2 separate regions of the Zea mays genome follow, and region 2 is linked to region 1. A link is a contact called in public Hi-C data. All regions are on one chromosome and are shown on one strand. Each heading gives the region's core, a stretch centred on a gene start, on an enhancer-like site or on the middle of the called end of the contact. The rest is flanking DNA. Distances are from core to core; before and after follow the strand shown.

Region 1 (5,545 bases), core at 2,796-5,295:
TATATTAATTGGTATGTACTCATAATACATAGAGCGTAAACAACATGCAGATGTATACTTATATAGCATGATATATGATAGATACAAGCATGTCACGGGGCGCGTGAAAGGGCACCATGTCTAGTTTTAATCATGGGCCATCAGACCTGGCCTGTCAAAAAAACTTGACCTGATCTGTTCAATGCTACGAGCAGGCACGAGTCATAGTTTTTGTCACGTAACAATTTACGGGCCAGATATGGGCTTAGAGATGGCAATGGGTACCCTCGACCCGATACCCGATGGGTATTTACTCCATTAGGGTATGTATGTGGGCTAAATATTCTACCCATGGGTATGTTATTGGGTACAAATCTTCACCCAATAGGTAAACGGGTATTAGAACGTTCTGTCTTCACCCATACCCATTAACCCGTGGGTATAAAATACCCAATATAAACTTAGCCCAAGCATGAACTTTGACTTTAGTCATTCATCTTTTTTACTATTTAACAACCTTTTAGGCCATAATATTATAGAAGGCTTAACGACAATTTAATAACCATGTAATGGAATATGTAATGTGCTATGTAGTATTATCTTAGTGTTACTACTTTATCCAATTATCTTTAGTGTGTTGAATGGATGTTTAGCTTTTGTGGGTACGGGTGGGTGACCCATGCCCACATGGGTATGGGGGTAAATCCATACCCGACAGTGTATATGGGTGACCCGATGATGTTATTTTTGTGTCGTGGGTATGTGTATAGGGTAGTAATACCCGGTGGGTATTTACCCATTGTCATCTCTATATGGGCTATTGTTTTTTTTTTACCAAAACCGGACATAATAAAAAAAAACTGATCCAAAGCAACAAAAAAAAGGACCAACCCCAAAAAAAACTATGATCCAACGTGTCCAAGAGAAAAGCATATGCCAACCCAATCCGATACTATACACGGTTCAGGTCCAGACCATATCAAAGTAACGATTCATGATCTGATCTTAACCCTCTCTGAATCTGGTACGACCCGGCGAGGGCCGAGTGGTGAGGGATTAGTGAAATGTAAAAAGCTCGGGTCCCTTCCATTGGTCGGAGGATCAAAAGGCAGGTCGGTAGAAGCCCAAACCATGCGGCGGGGCACCGTTCTGGGAAACGGACACGGAGGACGGGCGGGGTGGAGTGCTGGACCGGTACCGTGGTACAAGTAGAATAGGGAGGGAGTAGAAAGCTCGATTTTCGCACTTGGATCACTCCTCGTCGAGTCCTCCACATCTGGCTGGGCATCCTCATGTTCGGCGTTGCACTTGTGCTCAAGTTCGATGGCCAAGAAAACCAGCATCCTTCGACCCTGGCTGGGATTTGTTTTTTTTTCCAGCGCAGAACGCAATCACGGAAGATCCTGCGCCCCATCTCCGCAGAACAGCGACCCGAATCGTTTTTTTTTTTCAATCGTCGTGTCGTCGTCGTCGTCGTCGTCGATCGCCCGCCGGTGGAGAAAGGTGATCGCGGCTTTTTGGTACGCCTCGCCTTTCTCTTTGTTTAGTAGTAACGCCCGGCTGCATATTCTAACCTCCGCCAAATCCCCGGCGAATCCTTTTGACGCAAAAATGTCCCCGGTTCTTTTTTAAAATAAGATCGTCAGGGAGGGGCTTATACAATTCGTCCTCCCCGAAAACGACGTGTCGCGAAAGCTGGGATTCCTTGGACGCTCCATCGGCCTGGCCTCGCCCCGTGCCGTTGCGAACTGTTGCCCCTTTTTTTGCGCGTTGGTAATGTTTTCTCTTAGCTTAGGCGCTTAGCTTAGCTTAGCAACGTGTAAAGCGAGCGTGTGGTCATGAACCACCGTGCCCGGGAGAAGAAACAAAGGGTGACGAGGAGACCGTAGTGCTAGTGGCCGTCCAGTGTGGCGGTTTTGGGTCGCTGTGCCCTTCTTTTTATTAGCGAGGAACTACGAACTAGTGTGCTACCCGCCCCTGGAATTTGGCAGCGGCGGGCTCTCTCGGTTCTGTGTCTCCTCTCCTCTGCGTAAGCGTAACTCATGTGGTAAAGCTTGTTCAAGTGCTTCAAGACCGGGTGGACGAAACCGGGAAGACGAAAGGTACGTCTCACCAACTGGATGCACACCTGAGGTTTGACAGAAGTTGCACGATCTAGTACTTGCAGATAAAAGTCAGTCTGTGTGTGTGGGTGGCACGGCAGGGATACAATACAACTTAACAGTGTATATATATACCTCTGTACGCACGCAAAGTCTTCATTGGTGACGAACGACCGAGTGATGAGCAGAGTATCGACATCGGTATCTGTGTATCACCACGGTATATGGCGTTCTGCCATCATTTCCGTCGATCGGCCGCTCACGGCATCATCGGCGGCTCGGCGCCGTACCGCGCCGCAGCGGCAGCCAGCAGCAAGTTGATGTCCGGCCCCTCGGGCCTCGGGCTCGGGTCCTTCTCACACGGCTGCTTCTGACGGAGACGGACAAAGGATCGGTCGGGGGGCCCTGGCGTGGCGTGTGATTCCTGAACAAACAATGGTGGTGTCAGCCGTAGTGTGATGGGACTCGCTGCCAGGGCCGCCCGCCAAAAAGGGAGCTCACCATTTCACACAGAGAATCACTGGACTTCCTTCTGCGCCAATGGAATGGAAGCAACTTGCGTGCACACCTCACTGGACGTATCAGCAGACTGCCAGGCTGCTACGTGTTTCGGTGCTTGCGCTTGCACTGAATGAGCGATGAACCTAGGCATGCCTTCCTCTTCCGCGGCTGCCCGTGCACGGCGTTTGGTATTTTTTCATGTACGGATGATGCGCAGCAAAGCAAAACAACGTTCGTCGTGTGGGCGCGGGCGGCACCATGGACGTACGTACGAACATAATCTTTTTCGTTTCCGAATTTACAATGTCTTGCTTATGTGCACTACATGAGATGAGATCATATTTTTCTACCACCTATATCTTCTACCCAATCTGCATCAGAGAAAGCATTAAAAAGAGTAGAGTTTGACTTCTTAACTTTTAGTCCTAAACTACTAGTGGTCTACTTGATATATCACAATATCCTCTTGATTGATGTTCAATAAATAGTGGCACGCGTATGCAGAAATCGATATACTGTATTTATTGAGAACGCAGTATCAGGTTTAGTGGATAGAGCCCGACTCGGTATCTTGTTGATTGAGCATCACCCAATAGTTTTGGGAGAGAATTTGTGTCACCTTCCAAATTTGACATCTTAAATAGAGGCTCCGCTGTATTTGACGAAGCTACAGCTTAGCGCCAGCGTCAGTTGACATTGATGATTTTCAAAAAGTATAGTGTAAAATATCGTTTAAACACTACCTATAGGATTCTTGACACCTGTGTATAATGATGTTGACACCAGCGATTATGGAGGCTGGCTTCGCCCCTGGTCTAATTATCTATACTTGCTATGGTGAATCAAGTAGGGGCTATACTAGGGTTTCCCTTAGAGCGTTTGAGTAATGTTTTGAGATAAAGGGGGTTTTGGTATATTTAAAGCTCGGTAATCTGTTTCTAAACAGGCCCTTCTTCTGCAACAATAAGACGACGGTGGAGTGGGGCCGGGGTTGGACCGGAGGAGAGGAGGGGACGAATTCGCTATCCGTCTAATTGGTTGTCTGTCTGTCTGATTGGTTGTATATACCATTTTATCCTGATTCAGCGTATATGTTAATTTTATCTGAACGTGTTGTCTGGAGATATGAGCTGTATGAGACCATGAGTAAATACAAAACAATCCATTTTAAGACAATTTCTCTCTTTACATCTGCCTATACACCCAAAGCATCCGTATCCCCGACCAGGCTCGTGCAAAGCTTTGGCCTCTCGCGTGCAGCGAACCAATCGGGTGGTTTGCGTCTGTGCCGGCCGCAAACCGGTGACGTGCGCGCATCCCGGCTCGCGCAGTCTGAACAGGCAGGGGCTACGGCACAGGAGGACGGGTACCGCGCGGGAGCGCGGGCGCGGCAGGCAGCACCGCAGCGATGGTCCCCGGGCCACGGCATCAGCTCTGCTCAGCTCGGTGTCGCCGTCTGTGTGTGTGGCCAGGAGGTGAAAGCCACATGCGCCCCACCACCGCGCTCCCCTGTCCCTCCCATAGTCCGCTACGCCTACCCCTACCTGCCTTTTCGCTCGCCCAGCCATGCCGCTCGCCTCGGGCGTCGGGCGCCGGCTGCTCTAGACTCTAGCCGGCGGCGGCGTCGAGCCGTCGATCATGTTCCCGTGGAGGTTGGGTGCGTGAGGCTCACTTTCACGCAGTTCCATGCCCCTTTTTCCTACCTGTGTGAAGCTCCACCGGCGGTGTCGAGATCTTTTAGGTTCACGGCGTAGTCGTAGTCGTTGTCGTCGCGCCAGGCCAGCGATCGATCAGGCGAACCTCGATTCATGTGTTCGTCAGATATCGTCTTGATCGCGGGATGCCGCCGCTCCGCTAGCTTGTCAGCAGGTGGCCAATGGACGGTCGCGACTCAACAACTTGGAGTGGACACTAACACAAGCGACCAAACTCGATCAGCACAGCCTCGGCCTCAGCGGACGAGAACGCACTGTTCGCCGTGCGGAGAAGACAGAGAGGGAAGGGCGGCAGCGAGAACTGCAGAATTGAATGGGTGCCTGGGATCTCACTGCGAGGCTGCCGCTGTGGCGCGGCAGCGTTCAGGCACAGTAGCGGCAGCGCCCTTGGCTTGGCAGATGGCAGCCAGCAGGAGGAGAGGACCGGGGGAGGGGGGACCAAAGGTGATCTCGCGTCGCGGTAAAAAAATAAATAAAATAAAAGGATGAACAAAAATCCCAGAACATGACGAGGAACCGAATCGTTACGGGACGAGATTCCAGCCCAGCACATGCTCTTGCTCCGATGAAGCACAGCACAGGGCAGCAGGCAGCGCGTACTGATTTGAGAATTCTGTCCTCCTCTGCGTGCCACGGAGTCTTTTCGAGTGGTGGAAACAGCCTTCGGTAACTTGTGTTTTACTTCTGTCTACTTCGGTAATAAGGCTTGGTTAAACTGAAAGTTGCTCATCCCTTGAAAGTGAAACATAGTACCCTGCTCACGTACTGGACGCCACATGCGTCCGCTGAAATCCCCGGACATATTCAAAGACCGGGACCGCGTGCTTGCGCTGCCCCCACGACGCGAGCTACCTGTCCCGGAGGAAGGAGGGAGGAATAACGACGGACTAGTCTATCTAGGGCTCCATAGTTATCTTCTTACCAGTTTAAAGAAAATAGATTGATTGTCATGATAATGTTCTTTTATAGGACTAGGTCTAACAATCAACCGAGACATAGTACAATATGAGATTAATATAAATTTAAGCTCGACAGCTTTGACTTGATAGGCTCGTTAACTAACAATATGAACTAATATAAAAAATACTGGTTCCGCTGGTTGAACGAGCTACCCAACCTTTTTGGCTCACCACTGTTCTTATCCCCAACCGCAGGCTCTGTACCCTTTCCGAGCTGTCAGGGAATCGTGCAGTGCTGCATCCAAAACCCAAACGAGGTGCTGGCTGCTGGGCGCTGGCGGTGAGGGAA
Region 2 (5,668 bases), core at 312-2,811, 120 kb before region 1:
AGTTGTCATATCTTAGTGATCTAGATCCTTTATATGCTCCATCAGCCTTCAAAAATCTGCCAAGTTCTTGAAGTACTTGCTTCCATTCCTTGAAGTTTGTTTTCTAAAATGTACAAGGTCACAATGTTGTCATCAGGATATAAGTTCATGGTAGTATGCACATATTGATATGAATGAACTGGAATAAAAATTAAGGAACACAGAAACAAACTACAAACATCATAACTTCCAAAATGCCTATCTTTTGTTTAGGATACAAAATATTCAATACACGAACATTAGGCATATATCTCATTTTCTTCAATTAAGCAATGTAAGAACCGGGTGGCATTATGTTGCCAACAGTCAATTTCGCTTCAACCAGAGACACCTTGGAATAACTGAACCGGCAGAAAAAAAGAGCATCCGCTGCCTCTAATTTAGCAGGAAAGATAGAAACGAAAACAAACTTCTAACTGCACCCTGCTGACTCCAGATGCTCCCTGTTTGCCGCTAATCCCCACAATAAAAGGCTGCGCTTATTATTTACTGCAACTACAGTGTGCACAAGGAAGCAAAATCATGACGACCGGAACACAAAGGAAACTGAAAATTCGGCCAACTCAAATTGAACAAGCCAATTAAGCGAACAGAAAAAACCCTGGCTTAGAAGCAGATGAACTCAAAATACCCAATGCGGAGGTTCCTCCAACTGAACGAGAGTACTGTTAGTGACGCGAACGTGAGTAGAAAAGCAAGCTCTTCACCGCTAAAGTTTAAGGTAAATCATGGCCTTAGGGTAAAGGACCCCAAATGTGCAGCCAAAAACACGTCTCGTAAATTTCACTCAGGTTCCCCAATTAACAAGAGGATAGCTTCTTACGGGGTACGCAGCCTTGGTCTCCTCGACGAGCGCACGTAGGCGTGCGGCGAGGTGGTCCACCGCCTCGGCCCGCCGCATCAGCATGGCCACGACGAGGAACCGCGCGATGAACCGAAGCTCCTTGTACCGGATCAGGAGCGCCTGGTGGCGGCTGACGCCGCCGCCGCCGCCGTCCGTCCCCACCGCTGCCGCGGCCGCGCCGAAGTAGCCGCGGCTGTATATGGCCTCGTAGAAGACGTAGGCGCCGACGAGCGAGCGCGGCTCGGCGGCGCGGAGGTAGCGCGCGTAGTAGAGCTGGCCGATCCGGGAGGCCACCTCGCCGATCTCCCAGCGGCGGAGGCCGGCGGCGACGAGCTCCCGGCGGCGCTCCTGCTGCAGGCGCCAGAGCCGCGTGTAGGCCTTGAACGCCTTCCGGCTGTGGTGGTCCCCGCCGCCGTAGAGCGGCAGGTCCCGCGCGCGCGCGAACTTGCGGTCCGCCGCCTCCGCCAGCGCCTTGAACTCCCGGTACGCGCCGGCCCCGCCGTCGGCCATCGGCGCCGGCGACGCGGTGGGGGGCGGGGGCGGGGGCGGGGGCGGGAGGCGAGGCTTTAATTCGCCCTCCTCCTCCTTCCGGTTTGAGCGAATGGGAGGCGGACGGGACGGAGGTGATGGTTGATGAGAGAGGGAGGGGGACAGGAGAGTAATAAAAGAAAGGTGTTCGTCTGTGTTTCGAGAAGGGAGAAGTGATAAAAAGCGAGCAGCCGGGGGATGAGCTGTGTGCTGTTGCGATAAAAATGCTGTGATTTTGGGAACGCCTAATTGGGCTCTTATGAGTCAATGATTTGGACTTTGTTTAAATAATGGCTTCCCCCAGACCCCACTGTCTCTTCTCTGCACAATCGCAATCGCTTCTCTTTAACCTAAACCGAACTTGGACTTGGAAGTTGGAACCAAGGAAATTGCTGGCCCTCACTCCAGAATTGACTCCCGATGCAATCAGGAATAATCTATGCTTTCATACGTCCGGCGAACGCAGATGAGAATAAGCATGCACGATGCATGACACCGGTCAAATCTATGTTTGTTTGTCATTACATGCCGACAGTGAGGTTAGGGTTCCTGTGTTTGGGTTTCTAATCAGGCGTTTGACTCCAGGGGCATAGGATTGGACCGAACATCCCTGAAACTGAAATGATCCTTAAACAGCCGATAACATGTTCTTTTGACCAGGAGGAGGATTACCGATTACACTCCCCGCTGGCCACCCGCGGTTCGCAGCCGTCGCCGGAGCGTGTCATGTTCCGAGCTTCCTTCCCATGGTAGCTTAGGTTGACGTAGGTTGTTCACGTTCTTTTTATTCTCCTCATGATGTCGATCGTCCAGGTGGGAAAAAAAACGACAGAAAAAAAAAACTGAAGCTAACGCAACTGCTCCTTCCGTTCCGCCTATGGAATATGCGGTACCAGCCGTCCAGCCATGCCAGAGAGACAAACGGGAGCGCCTTGCTCGATCAAACAAAGAACAAAGCAGGCCACTAACTTTCGCTGGCCATCATTCTGCTGGCTGGAGCTTTTGCATCGCCGCAATCATTCGGCACCGACCTACTCCGCACCGCCAGAGCAGAGCACCCGTGAAGGGGGTGTTTGTTTGGGATTATAATCCACCTAGATTATATAATCCAACAATTTTTGAACTAACTCTTAGTTCAAAAGTTGTTAGATTATATAATCTAGATAGATTATAATCTCAAACAAACACCCACGGCCGTGGCACTGATGAGCTGTCCCCGGATCCGCGCCGAGGGGGGAATGCCGAATGCCTGCTTGGAACAGGTTGGCCCTCGCATTGCCGAGCGGCCGGGCGTCCATTGACAAATTCATCCGCGACCCAGGGTCTTTGTGCCGCGGCCAGGATTAACTAGCTGACGCAACAGCAACACCGGCGGCGGCTCTGCTGGGTGCTGGATTGCTGGAGAGCAGTGGAGCCTCCGGCCGTCTCCCCTTCACCGCGAAAAGATATTGCCACGTGGTTGGAGTTGAGTGCTGTATGCGCGTGGAGACAAACCAGCGGCCGCGCGCGCTTTCCGGCGTGCCTCCTCGTGATTACGGGCCTGAGATGGAATTATGTATCGTGGCCGATTAGAGCAGAACGGAGCATGCGATAGCCACGCCCTCGCGCTCTTTTTTTTATTGAAAAAATGGAAGTACAAGTTTATCTGGCCAGGGAAGACCTCTAACCGCGAAATTCTCTTCAATTGCGACAGAAATTCAATAGCCTCGTCACCTCGTGTGTCAATGGTATGCTTGGCTCACTTGTCAACATATTTTTAGGGCTAAACTATGCACAAGGGCAGCCTAATAATTTGTTTGTCTCACTCACACATATACATATATAGGGCACCGCCTCTCTAGGTAAAGCTTTACCCAACTAGTATTATCGAAGAACGGTAAGTAATTTCCGACGAACGTCGCTCGGTCATTACCGGTAATTACTGAAGGTCACCTAGGGTGATGGACCAGTGATCTATTACCCGGTCCCAACCCAGCATGCCAACCTGACTGAACCAGCCTCCCCTCGCGTGCCCGCCTCTTCTGCCCACGCGCTCCCGCGAGCCAATCCGGCTTTTCCGCGCGTTGGCCCACCTCACCCGCACTTGTTGCTCTGCCACCATGCCCCTCACCACCCGAGTCGAGCCAGGATAGAATCACGTATCGAGTTTAGGGATGGCAATGGATGGGGTTATGCCAAAACCCGCCCGCGATCGCACCAGCGGGTGCAATTCCAAACACGCAACCGAACCCATCGGGTTTCGGGTCACCCGTGGGGTTTACTCATTATATAATTTTAAATAATAATTCAACTATAAGCAATTAAGTAGCACAATAATTGAGTTATATATATGGATTTTAAGTCTTATCACGTTGAGAGGCAACACAACATTTCATGAACCATTAGTCAAGTTACTTATTCAAAAATAATTACTATGGCATCTTAATCATTTTTGTGCAAAACAAAGAATGGACCATTTTTTGGTCCGGTGCAGGTCACCTGCGGGTTAAAATAGAAACCCGCACTAACACCTGTGAAACTTCGGGTCAGGTGCGGGTTACACCCGCGGGTCAAAATCATCACCCATACTCGCAGCCGTCGGGTTTCGTCGAGCTTGAATAATTAAATGAATGACCTAATGGTCATGAATGACTTAACATACTCGAATAACATAATGGACATGAATAACTTAACATGGACATTCGTGGGCTCAAATGGTTTAACGAATGCCTTAATGCGCTCAAATAACTTAAAATGCTTGAATGACTTGATGTTTCATGTATGCTGGTGTTGGAGACTTGTTCTCAAGTGCTAGGAGTTAAGAACAAGGCAACATAGAAAATGTTAATCGTTAACACCCTTCGTCCCCCGAAGCATTATTTCCCTTAGGATATAATGGCTTACGGACGAAGGCTATGAAAGACATATCTTCATAAATTCATCAAACAATGACGAAGGATAAAATATAAAGAATGTAAAAGAACACATGAACAATCATTTATCATTTATTATTATTGAACATAAACAAAAATATTATTAAACTATAAGTGTACCTTCAATCGGAAGGAAACGATAGTACAAGCGTGACGCAAAAAGCGAATGCCAAGTCAGCGTGAACAGTACGGGGATACTGTTCACCTATTTATAGACATGGGACACAGCCCTTACAAAATTACATTCATGCCCTTTACATTTGATAATAACTCTATAGTAGTCTATCGAGGTCTGAATAGCCTTTTCATCTTTAAGTCGGTTCCACTCTTTGCTGTTACGCCGAAGCTTTCCTACTCAACACCTTCGGCTCTGTATCAAGCTTCGTATTATTCCGATCTGCTGCAATGCCGACTTTAGTCTGAGGGTACCTGTTCACACATTGTACTACAGAAATACTGTTAAATCCTGTTTTTGAGGACCTTCGGACGCCGAAGGTCCCCAACAGTAGCCCCTCGCAATATTAATTTGTTTGAAATAATAAATTTAGATTGCGATATGGACGAAGGCTTTACGCCGAAGGTCCGAAAAAACACCTTCCCTTTGCTAGAATAGCAACATTCAATGACAAGTGGGGTCTTTCAACTTTCAACGTACCGAGCGTATAAATATGGCCATACCGCAAACTCATTTTGCACGCTTTCTGGCCAACCACTCCCGCTTACTCAATTTTTAGCTCTTGCGCGCTAAGATTCCCTGAGTCTTTAGTTTTAAAGCTTCGGCATTGAAAATAGTTTTTTAGTGTTTCCGAAGATGTCTGGAGACAAGGAAGCTGTTACTGAGGCGAAACTGTCTCTTGATGAGGAGAAAAACCTGGGGTTTCTTATAGCGATGTCGAAGACAAACACGGAAAAAATCACCAAGGAAATTCTGGAAGGCTTGTCTGAAGATACTGGTGACAGTGACAGTTTTGATGTAGATAGTGGCGGTGAAGACTCCGAAGACCGCCCCTGGCGACCAAGTCATGCGGTTTTCGGCAAATCAGCTATCAAAGAAAACCATCTTGCCAATATGAGGGGAAGGTATTTCCGGGATCTGTCCATTGTGAGGGCGGACGAAGGGGAAAAGACTTGTCCACACCCTGAAGAAAATGAAGTTGTGGTGTACCGAAGCTTTTTGAAAGCCGGATTGCGATTCCCCTTGAGCAGCTTCGTCGTGGAGGTGTTGAAAATCTTCGAAGTCTATCTTCATCAACTTACTCCAGAGGCGATTATAAGGCTAAATATCTTCGTGTGGGCCACGAGAAGCCAAGGTCTGAAGCCTGACGCAAGAAGCTTCTGCAATATA

The links. A called contact is a pair of places that touch in the nucleus more often than the background predicts.
Region 2: a Hi-C map of tassel shows a contact between it and region 1, with 3 times the contacts expected there. The contact joins the promoter of LOC100278917 here to the enhancer-like site in region 1. A contact is called at or near these places in 4 of 25 Hi-C or Micro-C datasets (bundle sheath, ear, leaf and 1 more).

What each region holds. Positions count from the first base shown.
Region 1 is chr7:134,690,836-134,696,380 of Zm-B73-REFERENCE-NAM-5.0, reverse strand. It overlaps the pseudogene LOC103634181. Among protein-coding and RNA genes, the nearest start is that of LOC100272620, 28 kb to the left of the region's middle. Within about 2 kb of position 4,045, at least 19 of the 20 cell types and tissues checked have an H3K27ac peak or open chromatin away from gene starts, as enhancers often do. A contact at or near this core is called in bundle sheath, ear, leaf and 1 more, where this site is marked.
Region 2 is chr7:134,808,382-134,814,049 of Zm-B73-REFERENCE-NAM-5.0, reverse strand. It overlaps LOC100278917 (protein SCAI homolog), which reads right to left and starts at 1,561. Exons shown (of 9, transcript NM_001346998.1): 1 at 863-1,561; 2 at 1-103. The coding sequence starts at 1,393.